Linked DNA regions of Mus musculus: regions 1, 2, 3, 5, 6 and 7 are each linked to region 4. A link is a contact called in public HiChIP or PLAC-seq and promoter capture Hi-C data. All regions are on one chromosome and are shown on one strand. Each heading gives the region's core, a stretch centred on a gene start, on an enhancer-like site or on the middle of the called end of the contact. The rest is flanking DNA. Distances are from core to core; before and after follow the strand shown.

Region 1 (3,936 bases), core at 126-2,625, 1.6 Mb after region 4:
CCATTCCAAGAGAGGATAGCCCTATGTCAAAGTGACCGGCTAAGCCATAGCTCCTGCCAAACCCCTATTGAGTTTTTAAAGCAAATACACGATATCCTTCCCTCCTATGATATGCCAGTATTCAAAACCTTGATGTCCACCCCCCTGATCCCAATGATCAGGTTCAGGGAACAATTTAAGCTACGGCCACAGGTCTCCAGTAAGGTTTCACTGATAGCTTGGCTCGGCAGGAGGATTAGGGAGGCCTTCGGGAGTAGCACAGGTACCCACAGGAAGTATGGGACTGGGTGGGATTTCCAAAGTCAATCTAATCTAGAAATCACCTGGTCACTGACTGAATCACCATGACGGAGGGAGGATAGCCGCCTACAGGTCATGGTCAGGCCCTTCCTTGTCCCTCACCCCTTAATACCACCTTGAACTAGCTAACTGCACTGAAGAGGATTTGATCAACCTCAGCAGACTTCTTCCAGAGCTGCCTTACCAGGGCAGCACATACCTAACTCTACCCTATCCATCTGACTAGCAAGATCGTCTGGACAGATGGGGCTCCAAGGTATTCCTCCAGACAGGAAAACGGATGAGTCTTCCCCTACCCACACAGTTCCTGCTCTGGTACCAGGTAGGCAATGGATCCTCGGGCCTTCCCAGCACTCACCTGGACTTCTAGGAATTCACAATGAAAGGGACACCCAGGATTTAGCAAACACACTGTTTGGAAGGCCAGCAACATAGCTGCACTGAAGAGGCGGACCTGCCTTCCTCTTTACAAGAGCAGAGAAAGCTTGCTGGTGTGGAGGATACTAGGCCGACGAGAAGCATTAGGAGAGTGTGGACAGTAGGAACCCGAGGAGAACTCCGATCACTGCCCAGCCACCCTGAGGGGCCACTCTTCTCCTGGCACCATCTGACCCCCAAGCAAACTTCCCAGCCTGTGGAGAGCTGCCCCCCATTTATGAACAAGTTTTGTCCAAAGGCTGGGAACTTGGCAGTCCCACCCCAGCCCAGGTAAGCATCACCAGGCCGAGGCAGGGCCGGGAAGGGGCAGACGCGCGTCCTCTGTGAGTCTCATTTCCTCTGATCAGGGCCGCAACAACTGGGCAGTAAGCCATCGAGTTCCGGCGGTGGACTGCAGGCCTGAGGCCGGGAGCCATGGCAACCCCGGGGACGCCCGCTCCCTGGACCCGATACTCACACACCGCTCCTAGCACTCCCGCCAGGCGGCACAGCCAGCGGTACCACCAAGTCATGCCCTCTTCCTGTGCCGGCGGGGCTGGGCCCGCGGCCGCTCCGGCGGCGCCCGAGCCGCTCATGCTAAACGCTGCGCGCAGCCCCAGGCGCGCACAAAGAGACGTGTCCACCCGCGCGCGGCCTTGTGGGAGAGGTGGTGATTAGCATAGGGGCGGGCCCGCAGGCCATAGCCGGGGGGCGGGGGGAGGGCGGGAGGAAATGGAGTATAGCATAAGGGGCGTGTTTACAGACTGTCAGACGCCCTTTGCCACCCAGCAGGTGCGCTGGATCCGGTCTGGCCTTTCCTCTTTGCAAGATTGGAAGACGTCATCCAGAAGTGGCAAAGGCCTTGTTCAGACCTCCAAGGAACTCCGCCTTGCAGTAGAATGAGCTTTCGAGCTAGGCTTGTAATGGGCGGCAGGTTATGGGAGGAAAACTCCAGTCTGGTATCCTGTATCCTTTATTAACCACTGGGGGCTGGGACTGTTTTTCTGATCTCCACCTCCCAGTCCCAGCCCTTCTGCACCTGGAAAAGGTCACTAAAAGAGGTTCCCTAAGGCTAGCAGGCATTAGAACTTCTAAAGAGGCTAAAGTTGCATACTCCCCGGCTGTTGGAGAGAAACCTAGGACAGAGCCAGGCTGTCGTCCTGTTCCGATGTCCTAGGTGAGATGGTCCAATACTCGCCCTGGAGACTGGCATGTGCCTCCAGGAAGCCAGGGCTAAACTCCAGTTCAGCCTCGCTGCCTTCGGACTCCCAGTAGAGCACCTGCTGCCCCCAAAATGTTGTGGTCCTCAGACTGTGGATGTCCCTGATCTGTGGAGAAGCAAGTAGCCAGAACAGGCCATGAGTGATCATTATTTATAAACTCCTGGCTACTCAGAGTCATTTTTGTTTCTTAAAGGAGCCCACATGAGGGACACTCGGTTCTACCCAAGAAACTCCCCAGAACACACAACCAGGTACAAGAGCTAGGATCCTGCTCAAGACTAAGTCTGAGGTGCTCTGGTGCCTTGTAGAGCATACTGAATCGCAACCCTACCTATGCTCTTCTGAAAACAAACAAAACACCAGACACAAACACGATGCTTCCACGCTGGGTCAACAGGCAATGGACTCCCAGGGAAGGCCTTCTCTCTTCCTTCTTGTGGGTAGAGCCACAAGCATTCCCTGGTGAGTGAGTGAGTGGCAGAAACCCTCCTTCCCATTCTTTCCAATAATTTTGAAGTTTTGGATGAAAAATAAGCTAAAAGTGTTCCCTAATGCCAACACTCCCTCCCTCCTTCCTAGAGACAGCTCTCCAGAATCGTATCAAAAGATTACCCCCTTTTTGTCCCCATCCTCGTGGCCTCACCGAGACATAGTTGGCATTGGTCCCCTCAGAAGCAGTGCCCATATCACTGGCCAGGGCGCGGATGGCAATGCGGGCCTGTGGAGCCACACTGATGAAGACCCTGCAGGTCCCTGCCTTCCTCCCGTCTGGGCTCAGTGAGGGACTCACAATTTCACCCCGAGGTCCAAAGAGCTGCCTGTCACATTCTGCAGGCAAGAACAATGATAGGCTGGGTGAGGGCCACCTCAGGGAGACTACTGACACCAGGGGGTTCCCTGACTGCCTCTCCCGTCCCTCTGGTGGGCCTTTACTCTGTCCACTTCTAATAGACTAGCTTCAGGCAGTGATCTGAAAGGGGCAGGCAGTGGTGGCTCAGCAGAAGTGTTTTGTACAAGGCAGACAACTTAAGTCTGATTCCTAGGATCCCCATGGCAGGAAAGAACCTCTATCACTGACCCTCAGCCCCGTCCCCACAAACACACACCCTAACTTCGACGAGGGCGGAAAAGCTTTTGGTTCTTGCCACACAAGCCTGATTGCCTGAGTTCAATCCCAAGAACCCGTGTAAAGATAAAAGAAGAAAATTGGCTCCGTGGTGGAGTTGCCCTCTGTCCGCCACACCCACATCGTGCCATGTGCATGCCCACACATGTACATCGTAATTCCTAATATTTAAAGGGACTGAGAGGTGTTGGTGCCCTCTGTGGGGAGAAGGCAACAGTGGCATGCTTTGGGCTGGGCACCTTAAAAGAGAAGTCAATAAACTGGGCTACACAGTACTTAAAACGCTGAACTGGCTAAGAAGTTGAGTTTGACTGTGCTGTCCAGTGACGTCATCAGTGGGAACCCCGCTGCACCTAAGCCTCTCTTTCGAGGCAGATCGTCTGCATGTGAGAAGTGAGAAGGAAGGAGGAGGAAGCCAGTGGGCTCCCGGATGGGACCTTGCTGCCAACACAGCTCATGGCTGGAGGTGGCAGGGGAAAGGGTGATAACATGAAGCCTCTCCTTTGCAGAGGCAACACCCCAGTTGTAGTGTTTTTCACGTGAGACCTGGGCCATGCAAAAATGTCTGGAGTTGTCGAGGTAAGACATCTTCAATCATCTTGTTTTTACATCAAAACCCTGAGGTGATCAAGAGGGCTGATACTGTTTGGATTCTGGGTAAAGCAGTGTACGGCTGGTTTTGTGTCAACTTGACACAGCTGGAGTTATCACAGAGAAAGGAGCTTCAGTTGGGGAAATGCCTCCATGAGATCCCGCTGCAAGGCATTTTCTTAATTAGTGATCAAGGTGGGAGGGCCCCTTGTGGGTGGTGCCATCTCTGGGCTGGTAGTCTTGGGTTCTATAAGAGAGCAGGCTGAGCAAGCCAGGGGA
Region 2 (3,726 bases), core at 1,156-3,655, 1.7 Mb after region 4:
GCTTGTGTTTGCTTGTTGAGACAAGGGTTTTACTGTGTAGCCCAAGCTGGCCTTGAACTTCAGCTTTCCTTATCTTTCTTCCAAATGCTGAGTACATGTCTGGTGTGGCTAGCTTTAAACAACAAAATACCACCCCCACCACCACTACCACCACCACCACCACCACCACCACCACCACCACCACCACCACCCCTCCTTTAACTTTTCAGAAGACAGGCAGCCACTTTGGCTGCTGGCCTGTGACATAAGAGAGCTGACCCCACAGTTAACTGGCAATAGAGGTGGATAAAACACTCCAGGCCCAAATCTCCTGGGCTGAGGCTGCTGGGAGGTCAGACCCCATCCCCAAGGTCCCTGTCAGCACTGCAGAGGAAGGTGCACAGGGACTAGTATAGCAGTACTCCTTTCTAGGGTACTCTTGTGGGCCTGCACCCACCCCAGCTGTGCTAGTTGTGTGCCTGGTGCTCAGCCTCTGGGACCCTCTCTGCCCCTTTCCTGTTTGGTAAGACTTGTACACCTTGCCGGGCAGTGGTGGTACAGGGAGGCAGAGGCAGGAGGATTTCTGAGTTTGAGGCCAGCCTGGTCTACAGAGTGAGTTCCAGGACAGCTAGGGCTATACAGAGAAACCCTGTCTCTCGAAAAACCAAAAAAAAAAAAAAAAAAAAAAAAAAAAGAAAGAAAGAAAGAAAGGAAGAAAGAAAGAAAGAAAGAAAGGAAGGAAGAAAGAAAGAAAGAAAGAAAGAAGAGACTTGTACCCCTTATTAAATTCCAGTCCTTTGGGAAACTGCAACCTGGGTGAGGATGGGACTCCTGAGTCTCACCATCTTTGGCTGTGAGATTGGGGTTTTTGTTCTGGGTTGGCAGGGTTGATGGGTTCAGTGAGATGACCGCAGGCATGTGGGTGAGCATTGTGGTTAGTGTGTGGTTAGCACCAGAGTGAGAGGAATAAGAGAGAACTCCAGAAGTCTCAGGCTACAACTTGCCTCAACGGGGCTTGTCTGGGGATTTCTGGAGTCTGAGAGACCTCTGTAACTTGGGAGCAAGGGGCTCTGCACCTTACCTGCTTTATCAAGAACTTGGTTTCAGTTTCCAGTTCTTCCACCACCAGGTTCACCCCTAAGGCTCCAGGATTCAGCATTTGCAATAGCTATCCTCAAGGAAGAGAGAGACTTTGAGAACGTCACATTATTCTCTACTTCCTACATGTGATGGTTCCACACTCCACCCCCAAGTATGGCTTCTTCTCTCAATTTTGTTGTAGAGGAAATGGCCTTAGGTGATGGATTGAGAAGCCTTCCAGGGTGGGGCCAATACAATTTCCCTCGAAGCCCATTCTGGAACTCTTATTTTATAGCCTATGGCCTTCCCCAAGCCTACAGGGGCAGCCTTATAGGTAAGAGACAGTTGGGGGGTGGGGCTGGGGGCAGAAGTGGCTCTTAACCCTAGTGATACCCCATCTAGTACCCTTCGCCAAAATGAACATCCAAACAAGGCCTGTGATTTGTGTAACTGGTGCAGTCATAGCTTCGTCTAGGGCACAGTACTGAAGGAAGTGCTTCCCAGCCATCCTCTGTAACCTGCACTGGTGCTGCCTACAATTCACTTGAGAGATAGATACTGGGGCCTAGGAGCAAGGTCCTTGCCTGTGGCTGTGGGACTGGGGTCTGAGCCAGAGCTCATCTTTGAAGCCACACCTTCAGAACTGGTCTGTAAGCCAGAACTCTACAAGATCAGTGCTGTCAGGTAGAAGGTGGCTGAGGCCTGAGTACAGAGGCCACTGTCAGCGTGGGGTAGGGGACAAGATATGTAGGCAGTACGGGAAGGATAATTAGCATACAGGGAATACAGGGTGTCCGTTGGAGCTCAGCCCAGGTAGTGAGCAGTGGTTTGTTTTTTGTTTTTCTCTAAACATTTCTGGCCATCAGAAGTGCATTTGCTTGGCTAACGCATGTAAGCCTTCTCTCAAAGAATACTGGAAAAGAGGAAAAGAAAATGAGCGAAACTGAAGCTTTTATAAGCCGAGTCTAACAATTAATGAGGCTGACATGTGAGGAAAAAAGCGATTAAAAAAACAACCACTCAGGTTCTGCCTTTAAAGACCCCATACATGGAGGGAAGGGGAAGGGCACGTGCACCATTCTCCAACCAGTGGTCAGACTTGGGGGTTGGTCATCATTTTAGAGGGAAACTGAGGCCCTGGGAGGACTCAAAGGAGGAGAACTCGGAGGAGGAAACATGCGGGGATCATAGGGTCACCCTGTGATGGAGGCTGGGCCTGGCTGTGTGGCCCTCGGACCTGTCCCGCTGCCCAAGGACACTGGACCTTGGTTGTGGGGGCATCTCAGCACCTGATATTTTTCCATGGTATCTCGTGGAGACACTGCCTCACTGTCCTACTACCGGGCAAAGCCCTCGAGCCAGGCCGGTAGTCGAACCCTCGTTTGAGCATGCTCGGTAGTGACTGCTCCGTGTGCCCACCCCACCTCCTCAGCCCCTCCACCTGCCTTCCATAACCCTCAACCCGGGGCGTGTCTGCTTAGCACTTTGGCTCGTACATGGCATACTCGTACTATGCCCCTTAAAGAAGCCACAGAGAATAGGGAGCCGTGTTTCGGACGAAGGGCAGGGCCCCGGTGTGTTGGGTAGGGTGGAGGGCGGGGCAGAGACTGACGACGCGGCAGGCGGGGCCGCAAGTACTACGGGCGGGAGACACAGGTGGCAGGAAGTCTACCAGCACGGTGGGCGGGACCTGCTGCTTGGTGAGGGTGGAAAGTGGTCAGCGCTTCGGGTTCTAGAGGCTGAAGGGCTAGGGGTGGTCCGTAGGGGCTGGAGGGGCGGGGCCTGGGGTGTGGGGGCGGGGTCTACCTGTGAAGGGCGCGCGGCGGAGGCGGGGCCTGTTCGTGAAGGGCGGTGCGCCGGCGCCAGGCTCCTCGAGCGTGGCGGGCGGGGCCTGGAGCGTGAGGGCGCGCGGCAGGCGGGGCGGGGCGCGGCGGGAGGCGCGGTCCCTTTAAGGCTTGGCCTACGTGGCAGCCGCTAGAGCAGCCGCGGCTCAGCGAGGCCGGCCGCCGGGTACTTCCTGTGGAGGCCGCAGCAGGCGCGAGCGCCCAGGACCTGCCAGCTGAGCCTTCCGCCGCCGCCATGGGACAGAACGACCTGATGGGCACGGCCGAGGACTTCGCCGACCAGGTGCGGCCTGCCCCACAGCCCGCTGGCCGTCACGGCCCCACGGACGCCCGTCCTCGCCGTCCTGCCTAGCTCTACGGAGAAATCCGAGGGGAGGCTGGGCGGGGGGTTGGGGGTGGCGGCCAGGGAGGCTCCCGGGGCCCGCGGTGCTGCTCTGTGCCCTCTGCCCTCTGAACCGCGGCGGCTCCTTGGGGACCTCTGGGGAAGGGGGTACTCTGTGCGCCCCGCTGCGTGGCCCCTCCGCCCTTGTCCAGGACCGTCCTGGCCCTTCCTTCTTTGCGTGGACTCTGCTCCGGTTGCCCGATCTGGGTCCACGCTGCCGAAGGAGAGGAGCCTGCCCCTTGGCTCGCCTTCCCAAGTGTACAGGTGGCTTGTGAACCGCAGGGAAGGCCTGGGATGAGTCTGGGCCCGAGCGACTAGCTGGGCAGGGTTAGAGCCGGAGAGAGGCGCAGGTGGCACCACTTTTTACAATTAAGTTCGACGGATGGGGTGGGAGTTGTGTGAGTGTGAGGCTTTGACTTCTGAAATTGTCCCGTTAGATCT
Region 3 (4,321 bases), core at 259-2,758, 1.2 Mb before region 4:
TAGGAGACACAATTCCTTCTTTAGGGGCCGCTACTTCTGCACCAGCAGCCACTTCAGTATGAGCCCAAAGGGTCAGCCTATGGGGATTGCCTAGTCACCTTAAAAGGGGTGGCTTAAAAAAGGTTCAAGGCTTTGGTTCCATGCCAAGTTGGAGGGGCCTTGAAATCTACAGCTCTGGGGTTAAGAAACAAGAGGATGATCTAGCTTCTGGTTCTATCTTTGACCACCTTGTCAAGTGACCTTGTGCTAGCCCCTTTCCTACTTCAGGCCATAGCACCTTGCTCTATGCATTGGGCTAGTAAGACTTGTTCTTAGAACCTTTCTAACCCAAACAGGACAGTCCATTCACCGATATTCAAGCAACCTAACCAGATGGCCGGGAGACAGGTGCTGATAGAAGTGTCTCTCCTAGGGACTCCAGGAGGTTCTGGAAATGACAACACCAAAAAGGGCAGCTTCCTGGGAAGGGAGCCCTGCACAGTCTCTGGCCCACAGACTCAAGGTAGCGTTGTGCCTCTACCGGTCCATAGAGGGCGAGCCAGCAAATGGCTTAGAGGCAGGAGGGGCCTGAGAGGTGACAGCCCAGGGGTAGGGTGGAAAGAGGTGATTGTTGGACAGGAAAAGGATTTGGAAGTACCCACACATTCAGATGGATCTTTGAGGACTAGGGCTGAGAAGGGGAAAGGCTGTGTTGAAGCCCAGGGCAGAGATTAAGGCCCACGCTCTATTCCCTCTTCTTTATGGATTTAGTCAAGAGGACTGCTAATGGATTGCTTTTCTTGGGAAGAGAGGAAGGTCAAAGATATGAAGTAGCCTGAATATCTCCAAGCTAGGCGGAGGACCACGGCCTGGAACACAGGGAATCCCTTATGAGACTGCCTTCTGGAGAAAAGCATAAAGCAATGGGTGGGAGGACTACCGCAGGATCGCTAAGATCCTTAGCTCTCTGACAGAGGCAGTCAAAAAGCAAGCTAGGAGCCGGTCCAAGACCGCTGAGAGAGGAGACAGGACAGGAGGGGCGCCACGGACCGATTGCCTCTAGATAGCCAGGACATCAGAGCGTTCTCGGGGTTGGGAGAAGGAGGGCGCGCCCCTCAGTCCGAGCCGGCACCGCCGTCTCCCCCTGCTCGGCCTGGCACATTTTCCCCGCTCAGAAAGCCGCCGTCCCCGCCTTAGCTCACCCGGCTGCGGCTGCGCGGCGCGGCGCCCCGTCAGGATGCGGCCCGGTTGCGGCAGCGGAGTGCGGTGCGCTGGGGGCATCGGCCGCCCCGGGGCACACACAGCCGAGCCTCGGTGCGTCTGGCCCACTCCTCGTCCTTGTAGGGTCTGTACCTCTGCCCCGCTCCACCCCCACCCGCCTCCCGCACCCGCACCGGCTGTGCCAGCCGGCAGCACCGCCTTCTGTGCCGTCCCCGCAGAGGGCGAGCTTCTGAGTCCGTGCACCTCAGCGCAACCCAGCCCCAGCGCGCCCGACACCGCCCAGCCCCTCCAGCCCTGCGCGCACCACTGCCTCCGCAGCCGCCCGGCCCGCTGGGAGTGGTAGGCTGAGCCGCACGGCATGCTGGGAGTTGTAGTCCTAGTAGTCTAGCTTGTTCAGGCTGCTGAAGTTGCCCTGGTCAGGCAGTGCTCCTTGGGTCGTTCCTCTCTGCCATTTCCTGGACCAGGGGATCCAGGTAGCATAAACCCGCCCACAGACCATTTGAGAATACATAGCCAGAAGCTAAGGCCCAAGTAGAATTTGTTTAACTTATTATTATTATTTACATTTGTTTGCTTATTTGTGTATGTGTAGATACATATGCCAAAGACCCTGTGTGGTCAGAGGACAACTCGTGGGAGTTGGTTCTGTTCTTACACCATGGGCTCCAGGGATCATACTAAGGTTACTAGGCTTGGCCCTCAGTCTTGGGAACAGGCACCTTTTCCTGATCCACCTTGTCAGTCCTGTTTGTTTTTTGAAACAGGGTAGTAACTTTGCCCTGGATCTTGCTGTAGTTAATCTACTTCAGCCCAGAGCGCTGGCATTACAGACATTAACTACTACATTTGTCTTGAAATAGAATTTAGCAAATGTTCAATACCACTTGCTGAAAAAAAAAAAAAGCTGGATTCTGGCAGAATACACAGGGCATTGGGCTTCTAGACCATTCTGGAATGGTCATTCACCACAGCTGAGTATGATTGTTCCCTCAGGACTTTTACAGTTTTCAGTACCTTTGCAAGGTTCAAAAAGAACTGAAGAGCCAGGAGGAGTAGCTTCAGGGGATCTCCTCAAAGGTCAGGATTTAAAGCCTGTGTAACTAACTTTAACCCTGACTGATAACACTCCCGAACACTGGTTCCTTTGTAAACTGTGAGCTTTGTCAGGCTGTGGGCAAGGGTCTAGACTCACAGCCGTTGGATTGAGAGCCTCTGAAAAGTTCTGGGGTGACTATGCAACGTGCCTATTACTGCCTCTGTTCTTAAATAGCCCCTTCAATGACTCAACCTAGTCAAGTTCTTAAGGGGGGAAGGGGCAACCTTCAAGGTCTGTTTATAGGGATTACAGATGACATTTTGGTATGAAGATGGTCTGGACCTGCTCAGGATTGCATCCATTGGAGAGGCTGGATAGTAAGCTAAAGGATGTCTCTAGGGCTATAATAGCAGGTGCCCCATGTTCATAGACATGTGCATCACAGACCAACAAGAGAATCATGTTCTCAGCAGAGAGTTCCAAATCTGTGCCTTCTTATGGATTAAAGGTGGGCTTTAGGGGATCAAGCACAGCGGTGGTGGTGGCACACACCTTTAACCCCAGCACTCGGGAGGCAAAGGCAAATGAATCTCTGAGTTCGAGGCCAGCCTGGTCTACATAGTGAGTTCCAGGACAGCCAGGGCTACATAGTGAGACCCTGTCTCAAAAACAAACTAACAAAACAACACCCCACAAAAGTGGGTTTGGGGGTCAGGTAAGCATGGTGGTACATAACTTTATTATTTATTTATTTGGTTTTTTGAGACAGGGTTTCTCTGTGTAGCCCTGGCTGTCCTGGAACTCACTCTGTAGACCAGGCTGGCCTCGAACTCAGAAATCTGCCTGCTTCTGCCCCCCAAGTGCTGGGATTAAAGGCATGTGCCACCACTGCCCAGTGGTACATAACTTTAATTTCAGCACTTGAGAGGCAAAGGATCTCTGTGAGTTTATGCCTGGCCAAGGCTATACAGGGAGAATTTTGTCACAAACAAGTAAACAAGCAATATCTCGTGGCTATGATTCACGGAGGACTCACCTCACAGCACTGGTGTGCAAATTCATGGACACATTTGAAATAGTGCTGACATGTTTATTATTATAGTTTATAGGCTGGCTATAGAGAGCACATAAATCAAGCTCTAGGAGACATTATGGCTCCCTTTGTTTGATGTTATTCTGAGTTCACAGTGTGTCAGAATAGGGATAGACACACAGCTTAGTAGAAGAGCCCTACCTAGCTTGCCCAAGGCCCTTGTTTGATCCCAGAACCAAAACACCCAATCAATCGATCGAAAAAGCCAAGCAGGGCAATGTGACGCACACCTTCCCTGCCCACTCATGCATGTGCCCCCTTGGCACACACATACTTTTAGTCTCCACACACAAGAGCCAGAGGCAAGCAGGTCTCTGTGAGTTGGACATCAGTATGTTCTATATGATGAGTTCCAGGTGAGCCACGGTTACAGCGAAACCTTGTTTCAAAGACAACCTGAAGAGTGGACTCAGCAGTAGGGAACATCTGTTGCTTCCCTAAGTTTCCTTCCTAGCACCCTCATCCAGTAGCCCGCAATCCCCTGTAACCCAAACTCCAGGGAATCTGAAGCCCTCTTTTAGCCTCTGCAAAACATGCATACATATATAAATAGAAAAAAAATATTCAAATAAGGAAAGAAGGAGCAGGCCAGTCTAGGTCATATGACATGACAAGACTTTGTATCAGATAAAAACTCTGGGTAGAAAGATCTTGTGAGCACAGACATGCGCGTGCACTGGGATTAGAGAGTAGTAAAGCAACTGCTTGTTGAATGAAAGAGAAAGAGAGGGAGAGTATGGTGACCGGTGAGTGTGAACACTCGCCCTAGATGGTTGAGGTCACTGCAGGAGAGCAAGTGTGTTTGGGAGAAGTGACTGCTGTTCTCTTAATAAACTTGTCACAGTGGTCAAATGAAGGCAGCATCCCACAGAACGCTGGGGCTCAGCGTCCCACAGAATGCTGGACTGGGCCTGAGGTCTAGAAACCAAACACAGACAAGCAAGACACCCTGCCTTCAAGCTGCTGGGACACGGAGAGGAGAGGGTGGGTAA
Region 4 (4,356 bases), core at 1,369-3,868:
AATAGGCTAGAAGATAGCTTAAGAAAGGCCTCTGCAATAAATTATAAATTCAAAGAAGCGTGCTGGTGAGATGGCTCAGCGGGTGAGAGCACTCACTGACTGCTCTTCCACAGGTCCTGAGTTCAAAGCCCAGCAACCACATGGTAGCTCATAACCACCCATAATGAGATCAGATTCCCTCTTCTGGTCTGTCTGAAGTCAGTTACAGTGTACCTATGTATAATAATAAATAAATCTTTAAAAAAAAATTGAAAGAAGCAAATAACCCAAAATGTTACTTTAAGTCCATGATCAAGTATCTTTTTGGAACACATAAGAAGACTTCTTCCAAAACAAAAAACAAAAACAAAAAAACCCCATGCACGAAAACCTCAAGGACAGAGTACACAGGTGTGCCTACTGTGGGGACAGATATTAGGCACACAGAGGGTCAGGTAAATTCATTTGGAATTCTTTGCTTCTGGCAATTCTGTTCTCCTGTAACCATTACATATTCAGGTTTGTGCTAGCTCTGCCCTGGTCAAACTGCTCAGTTTTCTCTCACAAGTCTGCACAGAAAGCACCATACCACAGCATCCACAGGACCAGGTAGCTCTGCTCGTAAGCCAATGAGGAAGCGTGGCGCTGAGACACAAGCCTGCAGACACCAGCTTATTGAAAACATGCAAGAAACTGCCAGCCTGCTTCCTTCTACCTAGGAATTTAGGGGCATACCAAGTGTTCATGACACCAAGAGATGCATGAAGCTAAGAAAGCTTACATCATCTGCCCTTCTAGCCCCATGATGTAAGGGTGTTTTTAGAGAAGATATTAACTTTAGTAAGAAGGTATTTTCTGTTCACATCCTCTATAAATACCCCTTACATTTACACCAGGTGGTTACAAAAGTCTGAACAGCCTCGTTTGCCTGATGTATGACTGTTAAAGGGGCATTTCCTTACAAAACTCTAAATCAGTTTTCCTATTTGCATATCCCAGGTTTATTCAGCGACGCTCAAGTTAAAAATCACAGGTGGGTTGCTCAGTAAATCAAAGGCTCCCAGAAGATTAGGCTCTGTGAAGCTTCCTAGAATTTACCACTGCGCTTCCCCAGCCTGTTTGAATGCAGATGACTCCAACTTGATCCTAAAGTTATAAATCAAAATATCTCAGAAGAGCATTAGTCTATTTTAGTACTTTTACAGCTTACAATACGTAAAGTGAAGTGCTAATTCCATATTCGTTTTCTTAAGTAAGGATTTCAGCCTTTTTTTTTTCAGTGAATACCACCGGTTTTATGGAAAAATACAAAATACTTTGTAACCAAATTTGGATTACCAAATACACCGTGCTGTAAGAAACAAAAGCTTAAGACATACAAACCAAATGCACCCTGTTCAAAATCTCTCACCACACACACACACACACACACACACACACACACACATATCCCTACCTTGGCCAAATGATTAACTACACTCACTTAATAATAGGCCACCTTTAATCAAATAACAGACAAATGGAACCAGTCGGACTTCAATTCCAGTGCTGTCTCAGAATAGGGGGGTGTGACCTTGGGCAAATTATTCCACTCTCTCCAGGCCTCAGTTTCTTCATTTAGAAAGGCTGCAGACTGCTTCTCCTTTGTCCAGAACCAAAGACAGGATGGCTACCAAGCACTTTCAATAGTGCTCGGTCACACAGGCACCCCCTATTCCCCCTCTCCAAAAAACAAAAAACAAAAAAAAAACAAAAAAAAAAACAAAAAAAAACGATAGTTGCGATTACTGGCCGACCACACTCCACGCCATCCCCACGTCTCTCTCATTCCAAATCCAACACGCGAGAAGCCAAACTCTTCTAACCCACAACACAAAGAAAGTGCTTGGGTTCTAAAAAAGGTGTCTGGGACCGCAGGCAGTGGGTCCTCCAGGTCCTCAAATGAATGAATGAGCGTTCAGCAGTGGCTGGGCAGGTAGCTGTCGCTAACGAGCACCTCTGCCGACTTGGAGGTAACTGTCTTCCAGCATCAATTAAACACCCACAAGTACACCCAGAGCCAAGCACTCGGCCGTGCACACTCTCCCCGAGACGGCGGGCGCCGGGCAGCCTCCAGTGCCCACAGGCGGCCTTCATTCATTCTCCACCCCCAGCCCCGGCGGCTGCAGTAGAGGCTCGAGCCGCGACCCCACCCCCGGGTCCCCGTGCCGGGCCCGGGGTCTCTGACCTGCGCGGCGCACCCCCGCGGGAGCCTGTCACCGCAGCAAGCGAGGGGGGCGGGTTAGCGGGGCCACCTCGGGCCCGGAGCTGCAGCCAGCCATGCCATCGGACGGAGCAGGCCCGCCTCAGCTCCCCGGGGCCCCAGCAGCCCAAGCCGAGCCCTGCCGGAGCCAGCGCGCGATGAGGGCGAGGAAGAAGCTCCCCGAACCCCCTTCCCCGGACCCCCGACTCGGCTAACGCGCTCCGCAGCGCCCCACAGCGTGAGGTCACGCTGCCAGAGCTGCCCCGAAAAGCCCACAAGGAAAAGAAGGGGAAACACCCCCCGTACTCACCCACCGTCTCCTCCCCCTCAGCTGTTTACCTCACAGTCCCTCCAGCCTACAGGGCGCCGCCATCTTGGACGCGCAGCACCTCCCCCTGGCGTGAAGCGTCTCGAGCGGCGGGGGCCTCCGCTATGAAAAAGAGTCCCTATTCGGGTCTCTACTACGCTCCGAGCCTAATGCCAGATGGCCAGAGTCTCAGCCTCTCCAGACAGGACAGGATATACCACTTATGACGATACAAGCTGGCCGAGATAAATAAAACCGAAAGAGATTTTAATGTGGAGGCGGGGACGGCGGAAGGATCGTGAAGGTGGGAGCCCACTGAGAGATCTTGTGACTCTGAAGGAGGCCGAAAGAAGTCCCGGCGCAGAGGGCGGAGCCACGAGACCGGCCGAGGGGTGGGGTGGGGAGGGGCGGCCACGTGATGGTGACAGGAGGCGCGCGCTCGGAACAAGCACAGTCAAAAACAAGCTGGCAGGGCTAGGCTCAGTGGAGAGCGCTGGCCCTTTCGAGCCAGGTCCCTCTGTCTTTGGCACACCTGCCACCTTTGGGGTCTCCCTGTAGGCGTTCCTATTTCCAAATGAGCCTCTGGGATCCCCTTGGATGGACAGCCTGTCAATTGCAGCAAAAAGGATGGGGCTTTCCCCCACCACCACTTTTTCCTTTGCAGAAGAGTCTGTGGAGTGACATGTAGAGGCCAGCCTTAGTCAGAGGATGCAGTTTATGTTGTAAAGTCAGAATACCTTGATTTACTTGCATGCCATGACAAGGTGTCAAGTCTTTTCAAACCTTGCCGGCTGTGGTGCAAAGCTTTTTAGAGGGATATCAGAATGTATATAGTTTTCATTTGCTGTTATTTTCCTTATTTGTATTATTTTTTTAATTAATTATGTATTTATTAAGGTTTTCCAAGACAAAGTTTCTCTTTATGCTTTGCCCATCCTGGAACTTGCTCTGTAGCCCAGGCTGGCCTGGAAGTCAAGAGAGTCTTCTGCCTCTGCCTAGCTTTAAAGGTGCTAGCTTTAAAGGTGTTCACCGCCGCAGCTGCCCCAGCAGCCGCCGCCACAACCACCACCACCACCTGGCATTGTGTATTTTTTGTTTTGGTTTGTTGTTGCTGTATTTTGTTGTTTTTTGGTTTGGGTTGGAGTTTGGGGTTTTATTATACTTAAACTTATATAATAAGACCCAGTGAAAGATGATAAGCGGAAGCTAGAGAAATGGCCTTGCCGTTAAGAGCATTTGTTGCTCTTACAGAGGACCAGGGTTAGGTTCCCAGAACCCAAATGGCAGCAGCTCCCAACTACCTATAACTCCAGTTCGAGGAGATGGCGCCCTCGCCTGGCCTTCTTGGGAACTAGGACTTCTCTCCTAAGCATACATCCAGGAGGCTCTCCTTGTCCTTAAGATAATTGAGTTTGTGTACACTCACCCCCAAATTGTAGTCTTTCAAGTCGTGTGCATTGCACGTTGGATAAGCCAGGGAAATTATTAACAAATAAGTATTTTGTGTGTATTTAGTGGTTGCTTTGTATTGAGAGAAAAGCTTTGAGGTGTGATTAAATCGTAAACTCTGATTCTATTTGGGAAAAACAGGAAAAAAGGTGCACTTAATCTCTAGCTAAAACAGCGTAATTTTTCAACTTTTACCCTAAAATTATAATTTCAAGATGTTTAGACATACTGTATCTTGTGTTTGTGTACCCTCTCCCCAATATTATGGTTTATTCTTTAATGCCTTTTAATTTGGATATAATAGCTTGTACTTTAGATTTTGGTTGCTATCTTGCCAAAATAAGTGTTACTGTTTTTCAAGCTTGGCCCCCTTCCCCAA
Region 5 (4,262 bases), core at 1,167-3,666, 1.7 Mb after region 4:
CTCGTCATATCTGTCATTATAATTGGTCCTAATAGCTTCCACCAGCTTAGCCAGAGCACCCTTGTCTTCCCTGGAAAGGCAATGAGGAAGGTCTCGTTACTGTTTAAGAAGCAGGAGTAATAAACCCTTCCCTCCCTGCCTTTTTGCCTCAGACAACAGTGTGACCACATAGTTGATTCAGGTGAAGAAATTCCTAAGCATCACTGGCAAATGGTCCAAAGCTGTGAGGGTAAGGTGTGGGCGCATAAATACTCACGAGTTAACCTGTGTGAAGGCAACGGTGGTGCATGTCTTCCTGTGGACCAGGTGCCCCAGCCTGGCCTTTCCCTTGATGATGCAGTAGGGCACCCCCATCTTTCGACACAGAGCAGGTAGGAAAACCACCAGCTAGAAGCAAACATGAGCTGTAGGTTGTTTTGGCAGAAGCAACAGCTAGCTGCACAGATACTTTGTGGCAATTGCTCAGGGTTAAAAAGCTCAGTAATTGCACTTCAAGGTCACTTCAGTCAAAGATTGACATCATTGCAAGAGCCACACCAATCTTTTCCCCAGCTCTTCAAACCCAGCAAGAGATCCCAACCTTCCAGAAGCCACACAGAACCTCACACCTACCTCAATGGGGTCTACGTCATGGGCAATCACCACCAGCTGAGCCTTCTTGTTCTCCACCAAGGTGGTGACTGTATTGACTCCTGGAACATACAACACAACCACTTTGCCTGTGTGCTCCGGCTGCTGCAGTCACAAAAATGCAGCTCCACTAAGCTGCGACTCAGGGTTAAAAAGCTCGATTTACTCTTCACAATATTTTCAGGTGAAGAAATTCACACATCACTGCACAGCCTGCCTTACCATCCTCCCTTTGGGGGGTGGGGGGGACGGGCAGGGAAGCACTGACCTGCTCGGAGGACAGGTGGTCTCTTAGTTGGGACGTCGCCTTTGCCAGCAGCTTTCTTCTCAGCACGGGCCAGTAGCCTTTGCTTCTTCTCTTGCTTTGTCTCTGGCCTGTACTTGTGGGCAAGCTTAAGCAGCTGAGTAGCTGGAAAACACATTCAATTGGACTCTAAGCCTGAATCCCTTTAAAGGCGCTGGGGCTATTACTTGGCCAGCAATCTCACGCCCAGGCCCAATTCTAACCTGTCACTTAACCTGGCATTGAAAAGTTGTGTCTGACCTCCTAGCCCTGAATGGCTGTGGCTCATGCCATTAATACCAGCACTCATGAAACAGGCAGCAATGCTGAGCTCCACAACTAGAGACCCTGATCCCCCAACAAAACCACCCTATTGTGGTACACTGATGAGACGGCAGGAGGTCAACACGGGGATCCTTCCTCAACTGCTTCCTCACCAAATCCCGCCCATTCCAGGTGGAGGGACTGGGGACCCCCTTCCACCTCTCTCTTCATAGCTGTATTAGTGTGGCCATGCACTGCAGTAAGGGCAAACTCGGGGCCAGTTTCTGGCTCTGGGGCCCGGAACCTCACCTGTCTGCCTGTCCAGGGCCTGGGTGAACTGGTTAATGGCAGGAGGGACTTTGAGCCGCTTGTAGAGGATAGCTCTTTGCCGCTGCAGTCTGATGTAGCGGGGCCATTTGACGAAGCGCGTTAAATCTCTTTTGGGCTGGATGTCCTGTCCTGGGAAGTTAAGAGGGACACTGTGACCGAGGCCTCTCCTCGGGCCGGCCTGCAGCCGAGGCAGTACCCAGGGCAGGAGGGCGTCGGTGCATCAGCGATCTTGGTGGTTCTAGTGTCATCACCACTCATCTGATAGCAAATATTCTGTCACATCATCTGCACACGACCACCATTCCCCTTCTCACACCAGCCGAGCATGCGCAGTGGCGGCTGCTCGGGACGGTGCCCGGCTCTCATTCAGTCCATTGCCCGTCAAGGCGCCTTGCCCTTGTGACACGCCGACGCCACTCCTTACCAATGCCGAAGTTCTTGGGCCTCTTCTCGAACAGAGGGTTGACCACCTTCTTGGCCTCCTGCTTCTTGACGACGGCGGGGGCCGGGGCCACCTTCTTCCCCTTGGCCTTCTTCCCTTTGGGCTGTACGGAAGAGAGAAACCCGTGCCATCGGGCAGCGGAGTCATTGCCTGTGAGTCGGTCGCTGTGGCTCCCTTTCCGCGAGGGACCCCGAGGAGACAGGGACGGCGGAGAACGCCGCTGACGGGCGACGGGCGGCGGATGGAGGCGGATAGCGCGGGGGCCCAGAGACACTCACCATCTTGCTCGGCTGCTGGAGAAAGAAAGAAGAGGGAATTGTGGGGGATAAGTAAGTGGCCGCAGATATCGCGAGAGCAGGCGCCCTCGCGGGATTTCGGATTTAAAGCGACAAGGACCCACTTCGGACTCTGACAGAGGGGCGGAGCCTGAGCGGGGGCGTGTCGGGCCGCGGCTGCGCGTTCGTCCAGGCGGGCGGGCCCTGGCACCGGACCGCAGGCTCCGAGAGGCGGCGGGAGGCGCCAGGAGTGAACGGAAGCCGCGGGAAGGAGCGTGCGGGTGCTTTGTTCCCTCGCCGTAAGGGCCTGCTGCCGGGCGTGTGTTCGTGGACGGAGCTGTTGTATCGGAAATCCCGGTCCCCAGCCCTCAGTACTCGGTTCGGGCCGGACCAGACTGGTTCTCGTCCAGGGCCCGCCATGGCCCAGCAGAGAGCCCTTCCCCAGAGCAAGGAGACGCTGCTGCAGTCATACAACAAGCGGCTCAAAGACGACATCAAGTCCATCATGGACAACTTCACCGAGATCATCAAGACCGCCAAGGTGTGTGGTAGCTGTTCCGAAGCCATTGGAGAAGGCTGGGACTGGTTTTCCCTGGGGCCTGGGTACAGGGGTGAGGAAAGCAGAGGGAATGTGACTCACCTGACCGGTGCGGGTAGGAGTGAAGAGGCGTTAAAAGTAATGGGACAGCAGATAAATAGAAGAGCCAAATAGTGACAAGCACAGAGCAGAGAGGAGAACTCTGGCCCGTTTGCCAGGGCTCTACGTTAGTTACTGAGCACTAGCCACCTGGGCTGAGGTTTACCCTTGCCATAGATTCTTGTGATGACTGGTGAGTTTAACCCTTAAACACCACAACCCTCATGTTGTGGTGACCTCCAGCCATAAAATTATTTTTGTTGCAACTACAGAACTGTTGTTACCCTTTGAGTCGTAAATGCCAGTGTTTTCCGATGGTCTTAGGCAGCCCCTGTGAAAGGCAATCCACAGGTTGAGAAATGCTGTTCTATTTAAATAATTTCTGAGAAGCCTCAAGCCCACTGAGGTCTGTGTTAGGCTCCAGCTGGTCCACCTGTAAGCTTAAACTCAGAGATCAGAAAGTTTGTCTTTTTAATCCTTTATTGAACATCTTTTCTTTCTTTTTAAGATTTATTTATTTAAGGACTGGAGAAATGGCTCAGTTAAGAGTACTGACTGCCCTTCTAGAGGTCCTGAGCTCAATTCCCAACAACCACATGGTGGCTCACAACCATCTGTAATGAGATCTGATGCCCTCTTCTGGTGTGTCTGAAGACAGCAACAGTGAACTCATATACATTAAATAAGTCAATGTCTTTTTAAAAGATTGATTTATTTAATGTATATGAGGACTCTATTTGCATCTATACCTGCAAGACAGAAGAGAACATCAGACAGAAGAGGGAGGGCATCAGATCCTATGGCAGCTGGTTGTGACCCACCTTGTGGTTGCTGGGAATCGAACTGAATGTACCATCTCTCTAGCCCTTTATTTCTTATAAACTGTCACAAAGACTGGGCAGTGTCCTTTTGACATGAAGTAACCTATCGTCACCCAGAGAACAAGAAGGGGTTGGAGACATTGCCAGTTGTCTAGACAGGAAGTAGGCTCTGGATCTGCGGGAAGGCCTGACAGGCTATGGTAAAGACATGAAGGCGGGTGGCGGCGGCGGCGGCGGCGGTGGCAGCTAAGCCAGGTGGCTGCTCCCTGTGTTGATTCTAGGCTTTTCTTATTTGCCCTCAGATTGAGGATGAGACGCAGGTGTCTCGGGCTACTCAGGGCGAACAGGACAATTATGAGATGCACGTTCGAGCAGCCAACATCGTGAGTGTGGGATGGAAGACACCATGGAGGGGTTGTAGGTAGAGTCCAGAGTAGCAGAGGAAAACAAGGGAGCAATGGGGTGGGCAGAGCCTGTCTTGGGGATTGCCCTCATAGGCACTGGGAGGAGGGCCTTGTCCGTTCTGTGGTGGTGATGAGAGGGAGGGCAGCTGTTCCTGTTGACATGAAGGTTTCCCAAG
Region 6 (4,213 bases), core at 247-2,746, 2.0 Mb after region 4:
TCTCCTGAAGCAAGCAATCCTGTGCAAGAGATCCTCTCACCCTATTCAGCATGGGCATAGACCACAGCAAGTTAGATCTCTGACCTCATGAAGAGGTCACCTGGTGTGTTGCCCAGGCAACACAGAAAATGCTGCATTCCTCAGTGACTACTAGAGGTGAGGCAGTCTGTGCTTAGTCACACTTAGAACTGTTTGGCAGCAGCAGCAGACATTACCTCCGCAGAGACCACTCACGTCAGGTTCATCCTGAACTCCAACTCATCAAGACTGTTTCTCTCAAAGGTGAAGGGAGGCAGCGGGTCTTTCCATCTCGACTCAGGAATAGGCAAGTCTCCTGCCCAGCACCTTATGTACCCCTTTCCCAAGATCTGCAGTTGGAGGTCACAAGTGCACACAGTTGCAGGGAGAAGGGAATCTGGAAGACGGTGGGTGAGAGGCAGGAGGAGAATGCAGTCAGGTCTCAGTGCAAGATGGAAGGGTCCGGGATGCCGGGATGTCAGGAGGAGTCCTGACCATGGCTGTCTCTCACCAACAGCAGCAGTAGGTAGAACCAAGCAGACAGGGCACAGGCGTCCTAGGAGAAACACTTCCTGGGAAGAGCCCTGACCACAGACCCTGCACAGGCATCCAGAGGGAACTGAGAAAGGTGATCTGGAGGACAGGTTGACCTTTCACTTCAGGGAGCTGAGCCGGAGGACAGGGCAGAATGGACATGGCTGAGGAGGTGACCTGAGAGAACCATGACTGTACCGACTGACCACGGTCTGCTTCACTGTCTACAGTCAAAGTGCTGAGGTGTGGCAAGGAACAGACTTCTCAGTTTCTCCTGAAATCATTAGGAAGTTGGCTCTGTCTCCCAGATACACAACAGTCACAGGGGCCTTACCCAGGATGAAATCTGAAATCAACTCATTGGAAGAATATAAGAAGTGTCTCTGAAGCACACACACACACACACACACACACACACACACACTGAGAGAAAGGAAGGAAGGAAGGAAGGAAGGAAGGAAGGAAGGAAGGAAGGAAGGAAGGAAGGAAGGCAGGCTATTCTTGGGAGTCCAGCTAGAGCCAGGACAGCGTCCATCTAGCAAGCCTCCCCTGTCCCCCAGCAGCCTCTTAGTCTCTAAGTGCACACAGTGAGAAGAAAGACATGACCATGGCCTGGAACACCTGCTCAAGCCCCACTCCCACCTGAGAAGATCCCACCAAGCACGTAAGAGAGGTATTTTTTTCAACATCACCTGTGGCTTCCATCTGCAGGCCTGAGACACACCCAGTCCAAGGTCTGAGCTTGGAAGCCAGTTGCTACCCTCAGTCCTCCCTCCCCAGGGCCATCACCTCCTCAGGACTGGCAGGAGTCAGAGGAGGCATCGTGGCTCGAACCACAGAGAGCAGGCCCAGCCCTGCAGTGAGTGTGAAAAGATGCATGGCCTCAGCTCAGCTCTGTGCTTCTAGCCTAGCAGCTCCTTGTGCTGCTGCTGCTGCCGCCACTGCTGCCACTGCTGCCACTGCCGCTGCCTCTGCCAGTGCCGGTGCCAGTGCTGCTGCTGCTGCCACTGCTGCCACTGCCGCAGCTGCTACCTCTGCTGAAGCTGCTACCTCTGCTGCTGCTCCAACTTTCTGACATGCAGAATTGCTCTGGAAGCAGAATCCTGCCTTCCACTATCCACACCAAAATCATTGTCCACACCCCTCTGTCCAGGAGATTGCAGTTTTGTTTGGATCAATGTGAATAGAGGAGCTAATTTGTGCAATTAACCTCATGACTGCCTCTGGCACTCGTTCTCGCTCTCTGCTTCCTGACTGTAGGGTCTGTGTGGTCAGCTGCCTCCTAGCCCTACTGCCATGCCTGCTGCCTCATGACGGTACTGTATTCCCTTGAACTATAAGCCAAATATTTCTTCCTTCTTTAAGTTGCTTTGGTCAGGGATCGGGACTGTTCATCTCAATTTGCAATTTGATAAGATCTAAAATCACCCATGAGGTGAACCTCTGGGTGTACGGGAGGGCTTATCTTGATTAGGTTAATTGAGATGGAAAGACCAACTCCTTCTGTGTGGCACCATTCTCTGGCCTAGCTCGGATCCTGGAGTATAGAAGGGGTTATCTGAGGACCAGCATTCATCACTCTCTAATCCTTGACCTGCCATGTGGGCCAGTTGCTTCAAGCCTACTGCTGTTACTTCCCTGTCATGCTAAACTGCAACCTCAAACTGCAGCCCAAACACTTTCTGCTTAACCTGCTTCTGTCTTGGTATTTTATCACAGCTACAGAAAAGGAAATTAAGACAGATCACTAAGACAAAAAGTGACTGGTAACAAGTCGTGAGGCTAAGATAAGAGCCCGCTCCTTAGTGAACCAGGTTTGATTTCTAGCATCCACATGACGACTCAAAACCATCTGTAACTCCAGTTTCAAGGCTTTGGGCCACGCATAACAGTTCACCCCTCAAAATCTAGTTGTTAGAAGTTAGGGGCAGGAGGATCAGAAGTTCAACTTATCTTCAACTACATAGCAAGTTTGAAGCCTAGGCTATATGAGACATCGTATCAAAAAACAGGAAGGAGGAAGGGAGAGAGGGAGGTGGGAAGGCAGACAGGCAGGCAATATAAGGGTTCAAGAACTTGGGACTATTAACAAGTGTGGCTGGGCTGGCCCACCAGTAAAAGAAGAGTGCTCAATGGTGTGTCCCCAGGCCCACAATTCACCCCATCACCTGGGAGCCCTCATCAGTTTCAGGACTTAAAAGACAAATCTGTACTTGTGCGGGACACAACACAGCAAGTAGTCAGAGTGTATTATTTGTCTTCCAGCACTGTCCTGAAGCAGAGGACAGCCAACCTTCTAAAAGCTGCTGTGTGCCTCAGATCCACAGACAACCCCACAGGCGGGGCTAGTTAGAAACATCTGGAATCCATGAACTCCCTGGAGCTCCCTCCTGACTCATCCCCAAAGCGTCCTTGTAAAAGAGGAAACAACTGGTCACCTCCTTGCCTCCTAAATTCTGGTTCGTCAGAGCTGGCCTTTCCTCTTTGCGTGGAAGCTTTAGTATCACTAAGAACAGGGAGAGCAAGGCTGCCCCCACCAAAAACGAGGAGTTTCGTAAGAAGGCGCAGGACTTCATGGGTCGTTTGAAAAGTCCTGTGAGCTTGGTAACACTCGAAATAAGTCTCTGAGTTCTGCTTGGAAAGGCAGGATCTAGGATCAAGCAGTACAGAGTCCCATGAGCCTCTAACCGACTGGGCTATGAGAAGCGCCGGCGAGGAGCGAAGGAGCCACTAGAGGGCGCGGCACTCGGAGGACAGTGAAAGTCCCTCGCGGGCTGCCGTAGTCAGTACTATAAAGGACGTGGCGTGGAGATGCTCGGCCTCTCGGCAGCCATGGCGGCTCTATGTTTGTATCGCCATTGTTACCGTTGGGACGCCGCGGATGACCCTATATACCCTTGGCCGGCTACCGGGAAGACTGCGTCTCCTGACGATCGTAACGAAGATGTACCGTGCTTTCCTTCTGAGAGTTTAGTCGCCCTAATATGTGCAGCAGGCTAACCGCGTGGTAAGGGGAAGGGCGTTCACGATGTGCCCGAGGGCCGGGTGGACTGCCCCCAGAAGTCCCGAGAAGGAAAGCCGAGGCTCCTGTCTGGACTAGTACAACGCAGAAGCCCCTGGTTGGGGCTCCAGACCGGTCTCCCTTTCGTAGGGCTAAGGAGCACCAGGGAAAGACTCTGTCTATATTTGCTGCATGCTGAATACCAACTTGAGATAACTCAGATGTGAGACAGTACTCTGTCTAGTGTAATGCCGCTGAGTTGGAGAGAAAGAAAAAGGGGTTTTATTTGTAAAAAGCCTAGCCGGGCGTGGTGGCGCACGCCTTTAATCCCAGCACTCGGGAGGCAGAGACAGGCGGATTTCTGAGTTCGAGGCCAGCCTGGTCTACAAAGTGAGTTCCAGGACAGCCAAGGCTATACAGAGAAACCCTGTCTCGAAAAACCAAACCAAAAAAAAAAAAAAAAAAAAAAGCCTTAGCAAGGACAAGCCATGTGGACCCATTGGAATAGGAATAAAATACAAGTCTAGTGCAGTCCCCCAAAGTGATCCTGATAGGGTGTGTGCAGAATGCTTTCTTCCTTTCCTTTCCCTAGGAAGCTTGCCTGCCAGAAAGAAAGCGCCTGTTGGGCTATTAGGTGAGTTGGGCTATTAGGTGAGTTGG
Region 7 (4,126 bases), core at 1,325-3,824, 1.2 Mb after region 4:
GTGCAGATCTTTTTGGGTGGGGGCTTGGAAGGTATATGATAGAATCTTTAAAAATATATTTGAAAGACTGACTTCACATTATGTGGGTGCTCTACTTTTACCAGTTGTTTATGTAATAATGCTGTGTGCATACCTGGTACCCATGGACTTCACAAGAGGGTTGGTACTGGGAATGGAACCCAGATCCTCTGCAAGAGCAATAGGGTCTCCTAAGTACACTGCCACCTCTTCAGCCCCAAGGGGTCTTTTAAACTGGTGAGTCACTAAGCCTGTGAGAGATGCCTCAGGCAGTTGAGGAACTTGTGTCTGAGCCTGGTGATTCCAGTTCGAGTCTTATGTGGTAGAAGGGGAGTGCTGGCTCTCACACTGTCCTCTAATTTCCACATGTGCTCTGTGCCACATGTACACACACACATACACAGTTACACACACACACATACAGTTACACACATAGTTAGACACACATACAGTTACACACATACAGTTAGACACACAAAGTTACATACACAGGTACACATACAGTTACATACACATACACAGTTACACACACACACAGTTATACATAGTTACACACACATACACTGTTACACACACATGCACTGTTACACACACATACACAGTTACACACATAGTTATACATAGTTACACACACATACACTGTTACACACACAGTTACACAATACACAGTTACACACACAGTTACATACACATACACAGTTATACACACACCTAATTACACACAGTTACACACACATAGTTACGCACATGTACACAGTTATACACAGTTACAGTTACACACACATACACTGTTACACACACAGTTATATACACATACACAGTTACACACACATAGTTACACACATACACAGTTACGCACACATGCACAGTCACACACACAGTTACACACACTGTTACAAACACATAGTTACACACATGTACATAGTTACACACACACATACATAGTTACACACACACTCACACACACACACAGAGTTTTCTGGGTTTTGTTTAAAAAGTTAACTGGCAAGTCCCTTGTCCTAGTAGCCAGAGTGCTCAGTGTGTCCAGAAAGGTGAGACCCAGATGGCAGGAATGATAATAGAACCTGCAAGGTGACTGCAGTTCTGCAAGCTCCCAGTCATGGCTTTGCTGGGGAGCCTGGGTTCAAGAGTTTAAGGACTCTAACTTAGAGCCTCCCAGGTCTTGCTCTCCTACCCTGTGTTCAGTCTGCGACTAAACAGCAGGGCTTCCTTGCAGTGGCCACCTCGCCCCAGGGTGTGAGAAGCACCCATGCTGTAGACCAAAGAGGAGACAAGAAGAGCCTGGAGAGGCTCCAGCTTGTCCTCAAATCTCTTCCAAGGACCCTGGGCTTGGAGCTTGGGACCTCTGAGACCAAGGATGTCACTTTGCCTTCTTGAGCCTTTTTCATTTTCAGGTACAGAACATATTCGTTGTGTATGTGTGTGTATGTGTGTGTGTACGTGTGTGTGTGTGTGTGTGTGTGTGTGTGTGTCTGGTATTTAATACCATAACCACCTGTGCATTTCTTGCATGCAGCAAAGTGCCCGCTCAGCCAGAAATAAACTCAGTGACACCAGGATCTTGGAATAGGTCCAGCTCACAGCAGAATTGGAACCCTGCATTGGCAGGCAGGTTCAGCGGGCACTGATGGAAAAACTTGTTTTGTTTGTAACGTTTTTGTTGGGGTCTATCACACACCCACCTTAAATTACAACTGGATAAAAACTGACTAACGTAGGCACCATTGTAATTTTCACCAAAACCAAGATCTGAAGTGTGACCCCGTCCTAACCCTTTCAAAACGCAGAAAAAGGGCGGGACTTAATCTCATTCCTGTCTTTCCATAGGCACATGGGGACACACTGAGACTCCAGAGAGGGAAAGTTGGCTGGCACAGCCTGAAGCATCCCTTACTGGTGTCTAGCTTTGGAGAATCCGCCTTTTTCCGGCACCACCAGCCAGGTCTCTTACGGAGTCCCCAGGTCTTCAACCCGCCCCAGGATTTTGGGGCGGGATTGATCGCGACTCCTCCCTGGCAAGGACCGCCCTGCGCGCGCCCTCGCCAGGCTAATTAGGCGCGCGGTTTGTTTACAAACATGGGCTGGGGCCGGTGCGCGCCTCCCTGCTTGTGAGCATTCGGGGTTTGAGGGAGGCCTCGGGGTACCCGGGTAGTGACCCCAGGGTGCTAACTGCGTTCCCGCCTTTCCCACGTTTTCCTAGGCTTCTGGAAATCCGCCCACCAGTTCTTATTCCCTGCGTGTGGCTGAGAACGCTAAAGTGAAGGCGCGCGGGCGGGCCAAGGTTCCAGCGTCGCCTCGGGTCCTGGCGGGCAACCTCCCAGCCCCGCCCCCACGCGCCCCTAGGCCGGGCCCGCTGGCGGCCAGGGCGGCCGGGCGGGCGGCCGGGGGCGCGCGGGGCGGGGCACGGCGTGGCGCCGGCGGGGCCGGGACATGTAGTCCGTGCGCCTCGGCCTCCCCTGGGCGGCCCTGGCGCGAGCCCGGGCGCGGACTACGACTCCCGCCAGGCGCCGCGGCGTAGCGCATGAGCCCTGTACAGCTCCGGCGCGTCTATTATGCTGCCGGGGCCGGCGAGCCAAAGAGGAGCCGGCCGCGCGGGCCGGGAGCAGACGGCGCTGGAGCCGCCTAGGCCAAGTACGCCTTTTTCTCGTTTCCTTGTACACTCTGGGCGGCGGCGGCGGTGGCGGTGGCGGCGGCGGACTTGGCTGAGAGAACACGGCCCGGAACGCATGGTGCAGGCCTCCCGCGCGTCTCGAAGCCCGGAGCCCGGGGCCGCCGCCTTTGTGCGCGGCCGCGATGCAACAAAGCGGGGCGGCCGCCTGCCCGGGGTCGCAGCGACTGCGCGGGCTCCGCTGCCCTCCGCCTTGCGCTGTGCGCCCGCGGCTTGCCGGTCGCCTCGGGCCGGACTGGGAGGCGTCGCCTTGGTCGGAGCGCCCAGCCTGGACTTGGCACAGCCCGCGCTCTCTGCGCCAGCCCTCCCTCACGGAAGGGATTTTTTTTTCCTTTCCCCTTTTCCTCTGCCCGCCATCTTCCGAAGGGGACTGCCTGGAGGATGCGCGGCGCGGGAAGGTGCGCGCGGTGTGCCCAGGGTCGCTCCGGCGCCACTTAGGGCGGATCGTCGCAGGGCAGGCCAGGCTGGGCCTGGACACCGCTGGAGCCTTGCAAGTGGGGCAGCCGCGGCGTGGCTTGGGGGGCGGCGGCTGCATTTGCAGAGTTATGGCCCGGGAGACGACTTTGCGCGCTTACGAGTTACTGGATTATTGCAGCCAGGCCAGGAGGAAACCCAGTTCATGTTTTGAAATCAGCCTAAACGAGTACTTAATCCGGGCGAGGTCGATTCGGATTGAGGTGGAAGGGGTGGGGTGCACGTCTTTTTCTTACTTCGTGTATAACACGCAAGCTAGTTGGGTGAGGAATGCGCACCCCAAAGCCTCTCGTATGTAAGGTTCTTGAGGATTCCCGGTGAAAAATCCTGGCGGCTTGGGGAAGTTCTCTCCACCAGTTGCTGCGACGGGGGCAGGGCTAACGAGGAAGCCATAAACAGTCTTCTTGCCCTGGGGCGGCGGGGGGGGGGCGGTAAGGAGCGGGAAGGGGGCTCACTGGGAGCCGGGGCATACCTTTTGTGAGTTCATACTTTAGGGCTCAATTTTAAGGCTCTGCCCTTTGCAATTTTGATTAAGAGCTTTCTGCCAGAAATAAGTGCACAGCTGTTGTTTCTCTACCTTAAACTTCTTAACTGTATAAGTTTGTGTCTCTGAGGTCATTCTTGTGTTCTTCAGTGGCTAACATGGGACTGGGTGCAGGAAGAGAAATGAGTGAAGGAATTGAAGGGCTCAGGTCCTGTCCCCCTTAACCCATGAGGACAAGCTGGTTGTTGTGTCGTCCATCCCCCCCCCCTTTTGTTTTGCACTTTCTTAGTGGTGTGCATTACTGGGGGTGGGGGTGCCCCTGAAGAGATCTGAGATCTCTGCTGTGCTGCTTGAAGTGAGTTTCTCACAGGCTTTCCAGGGTCCAGGAAAGGAAGGACTCCAAGGATCAAGCCCCAAGCCCCAGTGACCTTTTTTGAGTGGCCCTGAGTGTGGCCTCTCAT

The links. Promoter capture Hi-C pulls out the DNA fragments that hold promoters and counts their contacts. HiChIP or PLAC-seq counts read pairs in DNA pulled down with a chosen protein or histone mark.
Region 1: a promoter capture Hi-C map of liver shows a contact between it and region 4, with 3 times the contacts expected there. The contact joins the promoter of Cacfd1 here to the promoter of Tsc1 in region 4. A contact is called at or near these places in 3 of 39 promoter capture datasets (hippocampal neurons, liver and pre-B cells), 1 of 484 Hi-C or Micro-C datasets (B cells) and 1 of 115 datasets of contacts at active chromatin or transcription factors (stem cell-derived neural progenitor cells).
Region 2: a contact with region 4 is called in a promoter capture Hi-C map of pre-B cells, with 2.9 times the contacts expected there. The contact joins the promoter of Stkld1 here to the promoter of Tsc1 in region 4. A contact is called at or near these places in 3 of 39 promoter capture datasets (erythroid cells, liver and pre-B cells) and 2 of 115 datasets of contacts at active chromatin or transcription factors (embryonic stem cells and pancreatic cancer cells).
Region 3: a contact with region 4 is called in a FOXA1 HiChIP or PLAC-seq map of pancreatic cancer cells. The contact joins the promoter of Slc27a4 here to the promoter of Tsc1 in region 4. A contact is called at or near these places in 4 of 39 promoter capture datasets (embryonic stem cells, hippocampal neurons, liver and 1 more) and 2 of 115 datasets of contacts at active chromatin or transcription factors (astrocytes and pancreatic cancer cells).
Region 5: a contact with region 4 is called in a promoter capture Hi-C map of liver, with 5 times the contacts expected there. The contact joins the promoter of Med22 here to the promoter of Tsc1 in region 4. A contact is called at or near these places in 6 of 39 promoter capture datasets (erythroid cells, hematopoietic stem and progenitor cells, hippocampal neurons and 2 more), 2 of 115 datasets of contacts at active chromatin or transcription factors (pancreatic cancer cells and thymic regulatory T cells) and 1 of 9 other capture datasets (liver).
Region 6: a promoter capture Hi-C map of pre-B cells shows a contact between it and region 4, with 2.4 times the contacts expected there. The contact joins the promoter of Snhg7os here to the promoter of Tsc1 in region 4. A contact is called at or near these places in 2 of 39 promoter capture datasets (liver and pre-B cells) and 1 of 9 other capture datasets (liver).
Region 7: a promoter capture Hi-C map of the HPC-7 cell line shows a contact between it and region 4, with 2.8 times the contacts expected there. The contact joins the promoter of Brd3 here to the promoter of Tsc1 in region 4. A contact is called at or near these places in 2 of 39 promoter capture datasets (the HPC-7 cell line and pre-B cells) and 1 of 115 datasets of contacts at active chromatin or transcription factors (astrocytes).

Annotation. Positions count from the first base shown.
Region 1 is chr2:27,007,365-27,011,300 of GRCm38.p6, reverse strand. Cacfd1 (calcium channel flower domain containing 1) reads right to left here and starts at 1,375. Exons shown (of 6, transcript NM_029862.4): 1 at 1,196-1,375. The coding sequence starts at 1,313. Adamts13 (a disintegrin-like and metallopeptidase (reprolysin type) with thrombospondin type 1 motif, 13) reads right to left here. Exons shown (of 29, transcript NM_001001322.2): 28 at 2,584-2,768; 29 at 1,676-2,045. The coding sequence ends at 1,854.
Region 2 is chr2:26,932,735-26,936,460 of GRCm38.p6, reverse strand. It overlaps Stkld1 (serine/threonine kinase-like domain containing 1), which reads right to left and starts at 2,405. Exons shown (of 19, transcript NM_001379463.1): 1 at 2,349-2,405; 2 at 1,061-1,147. The coding sequence starts at 2,363. It overlaps Surf4 (surfeit gene 4), which reads left to right and starts at 2,950. Exons shown (of 6, transcript NM_011512.3): 1 at 2,950-3,186. The coding sequence starts at 3,139. It overlaps Gm36591 (a long non-coding RNA gene), which reads left to right and starts at 3,193. Exons shown (of 2, transcript XR_374179.1): 1 at 3,193-3,726.
Region 3 is chr2:29,799,821-29,804,141 of GRCm38.p6, reverse strand. It overlaps Slc27a4 (solute carrier family 27 (fatty acid transporter), member 4), which reads right to left and starts at 1,508. Exons shown (of 13, transcript NM_011989.5): 1 at 1,182-1,508.
Region 4 is chr2:28,639,495-28,643,850 of GRCm38.p6, reverse strand. Tsc1 (TSC complex subunit 1) reads right to left here and starts at 2,618. Exons shown (of 23, transcript NM_022887.4): 1 at 2,561-2,618.
Region 5 is chr2:26,908,796-26,913,057 of GRCm38.p6, reverse strand. Med22 (mediator complex subunit 22) reads left to right here and starts at 2,416. Exons shown (of 4, transcript NM_001033908.1): 1 at 2,416-2,765; 2 at 3,985-4,065. The coding sequence starts at 2,643. Rpl7a (ribosomal protein L7A) reads right to left here and starts at 2,251. Exons shown (of 8, transcript NM_013721.3): 1 at 2,228-2,251; 2 at 1,932-2,052; 3 at 1,487-1,636; 4 at 899-1,039; 5 at 613-692; 6 at 257-387; 7 at 1-70. The coding sequence starts at 2,230. It overlaps Gm23969 (a small nucleolar RNA gene), which reads right to left and starts at 1,797; the gene lies at 1,724-1,797. LOC115489587 (a small nucleolar RNA gene) reads right to left here and starts at 840; the gene lies at 767-840. It also overlaps LOC115489586 and LOC115489588.
Region 6 is chr2:26,639,404-26,643,616 of GRCm38.p6, reverse strand. Snhg7os (a long non-coding RNA gene) reads right to left here and starts at 1,496. Exons shown (of 4, transcript XR_003953776.1): 1 at 235-1,496. It overlaps Snhg7 (small nucleolar RNA host gene 7), which reads left to right and starts at 3,373. Exons shown (of 4, transcript NR_024068.2): 1 at 3,373-3,559; 2 at 4,146-4,187.
Region 7 is chr2:27,474,121-27,478,246 of GRCm38.p6, reverse strand. Brd3 (bromodomain containing 3) reads left to right here and starts at 2,574. Exons shown (of 12, transcript NM_001113573.1): 1 at 2,574-2,670.